Linked DNA regions of Pan troglodytes: region 1 is linked to region 2. A link is a contact called in public capture Hi-C data. All regions are on one chromosome and are shown on one strand. The core of a region is the stretch at or near the end of the contact, and the rest is flanking DNA. Distances in the headings are between cores, read along the strand shown. Region 1 has its middle 12 kb from the start of SELENOS. Region 2 overlaps LRRK1 (leucine rich repeat kinase 1).

The links. Capture Hi-C pulls out chosen DNA fragments and counts their contacts.
Region 1: a contact with region 2 is called in a capture Hi-C map of stem cell-derived neural stem cells, with 6 times the contacts expected there. The contact joins two enhancer-like sites. A contact is called at or near these places in 5 of 7 Hi-C or Micro-C datasets (blood, induced pluripotent stem cells, a lymphoblastoid cell line and 1 more), 1 of 1 datasets of contacts at active chromatin or transcription factors (stem cell-derived excitatory neurons) and 1 of 1 other capture datasets (stem cell-derived neural stem cells).

What each region holds. Positions count from the first base shown.
Region 1 is chr16:93,135,346-93,139,164 of NHGRI_mPanTro3-v2.0_pri, forward strand. No RefSeq gene overlaps it. Among named protein-coding and RNA genes, the nearest start is that of SELENOS, 12 kb to the right of the region's middle. Within about 2 kb of position 1,461, at least 1 of the 24 cell types and tissues checked has an H3K27ac peak or open chromatin away from gene starts, as enhancers often do. A contact at or near this core is called in stem cell-derived neural stem cells, where this site is marked.
Region 2 is chr16:92,877,554-92,881,690 of NHGRI_mPanTro3-v2.0_pri, forward strand. LRRK1 (leucine rich repeat kinase 1) reads left to right here. Exons shown (of 34, transcript XM_016927549.4): 10 at 311-448; 11 at 2,625-2,737; 12 at 3,633-3,709. Among named protein-coding and RNA genes, the nearest start is that of LRRK1, 94 kb to the left of the region's middle. Within about 2 kb of position 2,843, at least 2 of the 24 cell types and tissues checked have an H3K27ac peak or open chromatin away from gene starts, as enhancers often do. A contact at or near this core is called in stem cell-derived neural stem cells, where this site is marked.

The DNA.
Region 1 (3,819 bases), core at 211-2,710, 260 kb after region 2:
ACAATGGCAACGAGGATGACTATGAAGAAGGTGGGGTCACCTGGCTGCTTTGGATGGGCCTTGAGTGTGTACAGGGAAAAGGACAAGTTAAAGTTACTTAGGATCCAATGCAGAACACAGATGAAAATTGAGGTCGGGAGTTCAAGACCAGCCGAGCCAACGTGGTGAGACCCTGTCTCTACTAAAAATACAAAAATCAGCCGGACGTGGTGGCATGTGCCTATAGTCCCAGCCTCCCAACTGGGAGGCTGAGGCAGGAGAATCGCTTGTACCCAGGAGACAGAGGTTGTAGTGAGCTGTAGTTGTAGAGTGAGTCACCCACTGCACTCTGGCCTGGGTGACAGAGCGAAACTCTGTCTCAAATAAGTAAATAAATAAATAGAAAATAAGAGAAGAGACACAGACACTGAAAGGTGATCACGTGAAGCCCATGGCAGAGAAGAGTGATGCAGCCACAAGACAAGGAAAGCCTGGGGCCACCAGAAGCTGAAAGAGGCAATGAAGGATCCTCCCGTCGAGGCCAGGAGGGAGCATGGCCCTGCCGACACCTTAAGTTTGGCCTCAGAAACTGTGGGAGAAGCAATGCCTGTAGTTAGAAGCCGCCCAGTCTGTGGTCATTTGTTCCAGCAGCCACAGGAAGTGAATGCAGTGAGTTCTAGCCCTGCTGGAACTCCCCCATCCCCTGTAGTTGTAGGAGAGAAATGGCTGAAGCCCAGCCCAGGCCTGGCTTTAAGGTCTGCAGAGCAGCATTGCCAATGAAATGCTGACCCCTGTCAGGTCCTTAATGCTAAGGGCACTGATGGGAAAGGAGCGGGACCCTGAAATACGGGTCGACACAGAGGAGGCTGAGAATTGAGAACGCTGAGCCTCCCAATCCCTTCATCTCAGCCCCCTGCCTGCTTCCTCCTGCAGAAACAGCTTTCACTTAAGGTACTGGGACAGTTGTCTCTCCAGCTGCTGCTGATCCTGCAGGCTTCACTCTCATCGCCCCTCACAACCTCCAGGCAATGGAAAGAGTCTGATTCCAGAAAATCCCAGATCAAAAAGTACAAGGCTCACTGTACACAGCTATCACTGAAAATGTAGTATGACTTCATCCATCCCTGTGGCAGGAGTCTGGGAAGAATCACGGCCACGGACTCCAAGGGTGTCAGGAGGAGGAGAATGGATCCTAAGGGTGTCAGGAGGAGGAGAATGGATCCTAAGGCTTGCTGGAGTCCAACTTCAGGAAAAGGAATTCAGGGTTTACTGTGCTGGCCGGAGCACCTGGGGTGGTGTTCCTATCCATTGAGAAAGTTACCTGTGCCTGCAGTCACGGTGGCCTAGGGACAGCACCCCAGGAGAGGGCCTGAACGGACTGCATAGAAGGGCTCCCTGCATGCATACAGGTCAGCCTCCTGGGGCAGGAACCGGGTGGAGAGTAGATGTGGAGGGGCAAACAGACCTCATCCAGCACGGCGCAATCCCACTGCCCTCCAGCCGGCCTTCCTCGCATGCTGCTCAGGAGTCCTGGTTCTCCCACCAGCACTTGCTTTATGCTCTGATGAAGGAATGTCCTCTGGACCATCTCTGGGGAGCATTGTTGGGGAGGGGTGCTGAGCAAGCTACGTGTGGTACATCCATGCAACTTGCGTGTGCCCTGAGCCTTGGGACCATATCTCGTCACATGCGAGGGAAATTCCGAGAGTTGAACTGTGCTTGCCAAAGGCCACTGTTTTCATTTCCTGTGGCTGCTAGAACAAATGACCACAAACTGGGTGGCTTATTACTACAGGCATTGCTTCTCTCACAGTTTCTGAGGCCAAACTTAAGGTGTCAGCAGGGCCATGCTCCCTCCTGGCCTTGACGGGAGAATCCTTCCTTGCCTCTTTCAGCTTCTGGGGGCTCCAGGCTTTCCTTGGCTTGCGGCTGTGGCTGCGTCACTCCAGTCTCTGCCGTGGGCTTCACGTGGTCACCTTCTTTCAGTGTCTGTGTCTCTTTGATTTATTTATTTAGAGTCTCGTTTTGTCACCCAGGCTGAACAGAGTGCAGTGGTGGGATCTCGGCTCACTGCAACCTCTGCCTCCTGGGTTCAAGCGATTCTCCTGCCTCAGCTTCCCAGTGGGGAGGCTGGGATTACAGGTGCACACCACCATGTCTAATTTTTGTATTTTTAGTAGAGATGGGGTCTCGCCATGTTGGCCAGGCTGGTCTTGAACTCCTGACTTCAAGTGATCTGCCCACATCGGCCTCCCAAAGTGCTGGGATGACAGGCTTGAGCCACCATGCCCGGCCTCTTCTCTTCTTTTATAAGGACACCAATTGTTACGAGCTGAATTGTCCCCCCTAAAATTCGTATGTTGGAGCCTTAACCCTCAGTACTCCAGAATGTGACTATTTGGTGACAGTCTTTAAAGAAGTAATTAAGAAGAGGCCATCAGAGTGGGCCCTAGTCTGGTATGACCGATGTACTTGTAAGAAGAGATTAGGACACAGAGAGGCAGGAGGGGTAACTGTGACAAAGAAAAGAGCCTGTGACCAGGCAGCAGGAGGGTGGCCATCTGCAAGCCAAGAATTGAGGCCTTGGAGGAGAGTCCTGCAGCATCTCCTCCAACTTCCAGCCTCCAGAACTGTGAGGGAATAAACGTCTGTGGTTGAAGACACCCAGTCTGTGGCATTTTGTTACGGCAGCCCTAGCCAATGATACAGTAATCACATTGGCTCAGGGCCCACCCTCTCCGCAGATCTCATCTTAACTGGGTTACATCTGCTGAGATTCTATTTCCAAATAAGGGCATATTCACAGGTACTGGGGGCAGGACCTCAGCACATTTTGGGGGACACAACTCAACCCCTAACAGTCACCTTGAGTGCAGGCATCGGTTAATGAGCTTAGCAGATATTAAAGCCGGGCACAGTGGCTCATGCCTGTAATCCCAGCACTTTGGGAGGCCGAGGCGGGAGGATCACTGAGGTCAGAAGTTTGAGACCGCCCTGGCCAAGAAGGTGAAACCCTGTCTCTACTAAAAATACAAAAATTAGCCGGGCGTGGTGGTGTGTGCCTGTAATCCCAGGTACTCAAGAGGCTGAGGCAGGAGGGTGGCTTGAACCCAGGAGGCGGAGGTTGCAGTGAGCCGAGACCGCGCCACTGCACTCAGCCTGGGTCACAGAGTGAGACTCCATCTCAAAAAAAAAAAAAACACCAAAAAAAGAAACAAAAAGAGATATTAATGCCATCCCCAGAGGCTCACGCCTTCAGCTGGGCTCAGCCAATGGGAGGCACAGGCAGAAAGACTGGTGGGGGGGAGGAGACTAAGGTCATTTATCGTGGTCCTTCTCGCTGGGTCACTGAAAGCTGGCGTCTCTATTGAAGGCTGGTCTCTGTCGGGCGGCCCTCCCCCCAGGTCCTGGTAACTGCTCTCAGGTTTGGGGGCATTAAAGGTTCCCCGATGTTGCTAGCCGCCCGGATTATATCATGCCTAACCCTGTCTGCACCCTGGCAAACAGCTCGTTTACTGAACGCTCCTCAGCCAGCCAATTTGAGATGCCATTTCCGGCTGATACAGGCCATGTCCTAGGCTCTTTTGGGATTCAGGTGGAGTGTATTGGTCACAGCAGGAGTCTTCACATTTGCCGGGTAATTCTCTTGCTTATAAATTTTGGGGATGATCCTCAAAGATCAAGTTGGGGCAGTCTTGATCCAGATGGGGAGAAGTTTCACAGACGCAAAGATGTATACTAAGGCTGTGTGACCCGGAAGACTCCCTTCTACTGCAAATGGCCAGTTTCTTCCCCTCCCTGCATCTACGCCTTTGCAATGTGACTCGACAGCTCCTCCCA
Region 2 (4,137 bases), core at 1,593-4,092:
CCAGCTTCTCTCTCCAGTGTGGTCCTGAATTGTTCCATTATTTCCCAGGACAATGGGCCGGATGTTCTGGAATGAAGGAAAAAGACCATGAGCTCCCCCAGGAAACCCCATTCCTGTCCCTTCCTTGGAGTAGGGGCGGGAGGACAAGGACAGTGAGGGTGTGCAGCCTTCCAGCAACACTCAGTCATCTTCATTAGAGGACATTATTGTAATGGTCCATTTTTAACATCAAATTTGGAAACAGTCTCACAGGCACCACTGCATTTAAAGGGCTAACTAATATACATTTTTTTTCTCGTCAATCTCTTAGAAATGTTGTAAAGCTTCCAGAAATGCCCTGGAATGTCTGCCAGACAAAATGGCTGTCTTTTGGAAAAATCACCTGAAGGATGTGGATTTCTCAGAAAACGCACTCAAAGAAGTTCCCCTGGGACTTTTCCAGCTTGATGTAAGGCTAATAGCCCTTTCTTTCTCATTTTCGGCTTTTGAGAGAAAATTGCTCCGTGTTGCAGTGAAATGTATGTGCTTTTCCTGAGCTTCTGAGATAAATATAAGGGGAAAAGGTGAAGAAAAAGTTCAGCTATCAAAAATATGCATGGCCACGAACAGCGATGAGGGTGGAATGTGGACAGCAGAAGCAGCTGTGTCAGGTGGTGGTGGGGTTATGGTTCGTATCCCTCAGGGCTTTCTTTAAGTCCACGGTCTGCCCATATATGAGGCTGAGTGGACACTGAGAGCTCCAGGAAGGGCCTTTCCACGGAGCCCTGTGTGCCTACCCCAGAATACGGGTACCTTCTCACTTTAGGTTGTTTTAGGTGGTTGGCAGGTCCTTAGGCAGACAGGCCGTGGATCACACCCATTGCTTGGAGCTCAGGGCCAACCCCAGAAGGGGCCCCATCAGTGCCTGCTAAAGGCATCAGGGCAGCCTCACCAGGGGCCCTGTGGTGGATCCCCAGGCAGAGTGCCCAGGCCACCCTGCACAGGCTTCAGCCCCCGGTCCTGCCAGGCCACTGCCAGGACCCCCACAGGCACTCCTCCAAGGCCCGGTGCAGCCTCTTGTGTGCGGCGACCCCCACAAGGCAGCGAAGGCCCCTTCAGCATGTGTATCCTCAGAGAGGACGGGCTGTCATGTCCTAGGCTCCTGACAAGCACAGGGCAAAGCCAGGGAACCAGGGACAGGACTCACGCTTCTCAGAAGAAAGGAGCCACGCGGAGGTGCCCCGGGGGGGTCCCACATCATACTCCTCGCAGGGTACTCCTGGCCTTCAGGCCTTGTCCACAGCCCCTGGGCCCCTGTTCTGAGTCTGTCTTCTCGTATTTCACACCAACAACTAGCAGGCTTGGATTTTTGGCTTCCCCCAAAGCCCAGAATCAGCAAATCAGGAGAGGCAGAGCCTTGTCCAGAGCTTCACTGTGGGCCTGCAGGGAATGTGTCTGCTCGAGGTCTCCTTCTCCACACTGGGAAGGGGTGGGTGGGCATGTGGGGGCTTGGGGGGCCCTGAGGCAGGGTCTCCATAGAATTTCAGCAGGTGGGGGCTGGCTGCAGCGGTTCTGATGGTGGGCGGTGGCGTAAGCCCCTTCAACAAGGAAGGAGACGGAAGCACCAGGAGGAGAGAATTTAATGTGGGGCAGCAAACAGCCTGTGGCCCTCCTGAGGCCACCCTGGTTGTGGGCGGGATAGTTGGTGGCTGTGGTGATGTCCTCAAGCAGGGAGATAGCATGTCTAAGGTACTCCTGCAAAGTAAAACGTGGGCCAGGCATGATGGCTCAGACCTGGGCATGGTGACTCAGAACGGTACTCCCAGCACTTTGCAAGGCCAAAATGGGGGGATTGCTTGAGGCCAGGAGTTTGAGGCTGTAGCAAGCTATGATCACACCGCTGCACTCCAGCCTAAGAAACAGAGCGAGACCCTATCTCTAAAAAAGTAAATAATAAAAAGAATAACAAAAAAAGAATAAAACGTGTTACAGGTGCAAGGTAGCCCCTCATCCCCCTTGGTGACTGGGTTCCCTGCAGGGTCTGTTTGCAGTAGGGCTAAGGGAGGGCTACCCACGAGGGGCACCCCAGACATGCTGATAATCCTGAGGGGCCCAGCTTGGGACTGTGTCGGCTAGCAGAGGGCATGTGGCTAGGGCAGTTACCCTTGATGGCACTGCCACCCCGTCCCCAGACCTGGGCTGGCCCAGGAGGCCACCCACCAGGAGGCGGCAGACACCAGCACTGTACTGCATGCCCCATGCCACCCCCACCAGCCGTGAGCCGTTGTCCTCCAAACCATCAGAGTCTGGCACTTTCCCCAGAGAGACACACCGGTCGGTAATCAGTACTCTTAAGAATCCTTAATGCTGACAGCTGCTTGGGCTCCTTTCACTCTAGAATAATTGCCTCTCACTGCCTTTGAGGGAGGAGCTCCTGTAGATAGATAGCCCCCGTCGCACTGTTTGGTATCATTTCGTGAGTTCGAAGAGGCTGCTGGGCCCCACACAGCTGGGATCTGCGTGAAGGAAAATTGGTTGGAATCGTTTGACTGCACGTGGTTGGGAACTGACTGGCTCTTCAGTCTCCCCTCCCTTCTTGTATCTGATGCTATCTTAGCTTCTCTCTCCCTCCCTCTCTCTCTCAGGCCCTCATGTTCTTGAGGTTACAGGGGAACCAGCTGGCGGCACTTCCACCTCAAGAGAAGTGGACCTGCAGGCAGCTCAAAACCCTGGATCTCTCCAGAAACCAACTTGGCAAGTAAGCAGGGGCCTCTCCTCCCTGGCCAATTCCAAAGGGTGTGTGGGGCCACGGTCGAGCAGGTCCTCTGAATGGTGGCATGTGAGTCTGCGAGGGCTGCTGAGCCGCCAGCTGGGGGCTTAACAACAGAAATCACTGCCTCACAGCCCTGGGGGCTGAAGTCCGAGGTGAGGGCGTGGGCAGGCCTGGTTGGTTTCTCCTGAGGCCCCTCTCCTTAGCTTGCGGATCCGTCTTCTCCCTGTGTCCTGGTGCGGTCAGGCCTCTGTTCATGTCTGTGACCTAATCTCCTCTTCTTATAAGGACACCAGTCGGATTGGATTAGAGTCCATCCTAATGACCTCATTTTAACTTAGTTACCTCCTTAACAGCCCTGTTTCCAAATACAGTCACATTCTGAGGAATTGGAGGTTAGGGCTTCGACACAGGAATGTGGGGGGAAACAGCCCCTAATGGTGTCCTCTCGTTTCTAATTTTTAGTCTGCTGGAGAATCTTGTCTCTCACTTCAGCCCAAACTGTAATTCTGTTCAAAAGTCTCTGCTGATCACTAACTGAAATGGACGTGGAATTGAATAAAAGCACCCAGCCCCAAAGCCTTCCAGTAGGTGGAAAGCCGGGATGAGCCCAGCCAGCCTCTGGAGACCAGCCGCCCCCGTTATTTGCAGAAGGCCACTTCTGCATATCACGGTGGAACTTGCACCCCAAGGAGGGCCCCTGCGGGGAGGGGTGGGGGCAGTGAAAAAGGCAGCCGCCACTGCAGCGTGCGCCCCTGCCAGGCCCTGAAGAGTTGCACATGAATTGCTCCCTATCTCCGTGGCTTGGCATTATAACATCACAGCCAAAAGTAATGTTTTTGTCGTGCTGGCCTCAAATTTTGTCTCTTTTTCCTCCCCCTAGAAATGAAGATGGACTGAAAACGAAGCGTATTGCCTTTTTCACCACCAGAGGTCGCCAGCGCTCCGGGACTGAGGCAGGTGTGTGTGGGTTGGGAGACGGTGTTCCCAGGTGAGACAGCCGGGGTAGCCTGGTTCCTGCTCCACCAAAGTGGGGATCGCCCTTATCTTGGGCCTTCCCCTTCAATGCCCTGTTGCGATGCCACAGATGTCCATGTTCAAATGAAAACCCTGCATATGAGCTGCGCCCATTCTTTCTGTCCCACGTGTGACACGCAGGTATCCTCAAGCCCCACTCTCCTGCGTGGAGGCCAGTGATGCCAGCAGCTAACATGTGCAGCTGATCTACACACCAGGCAGTGCCCTAGGCAGGTTACATATGTGAGAGTTTCTCATCCTCACAACGTGAGGTATGGGCCACATTTCCCCATTTTGCACGTGGGGAGACTGAGGCTCCCAGGGTGTCTGAGCTTGGCTGCCACACCAAAATACCATCGACCGAGTGCTTC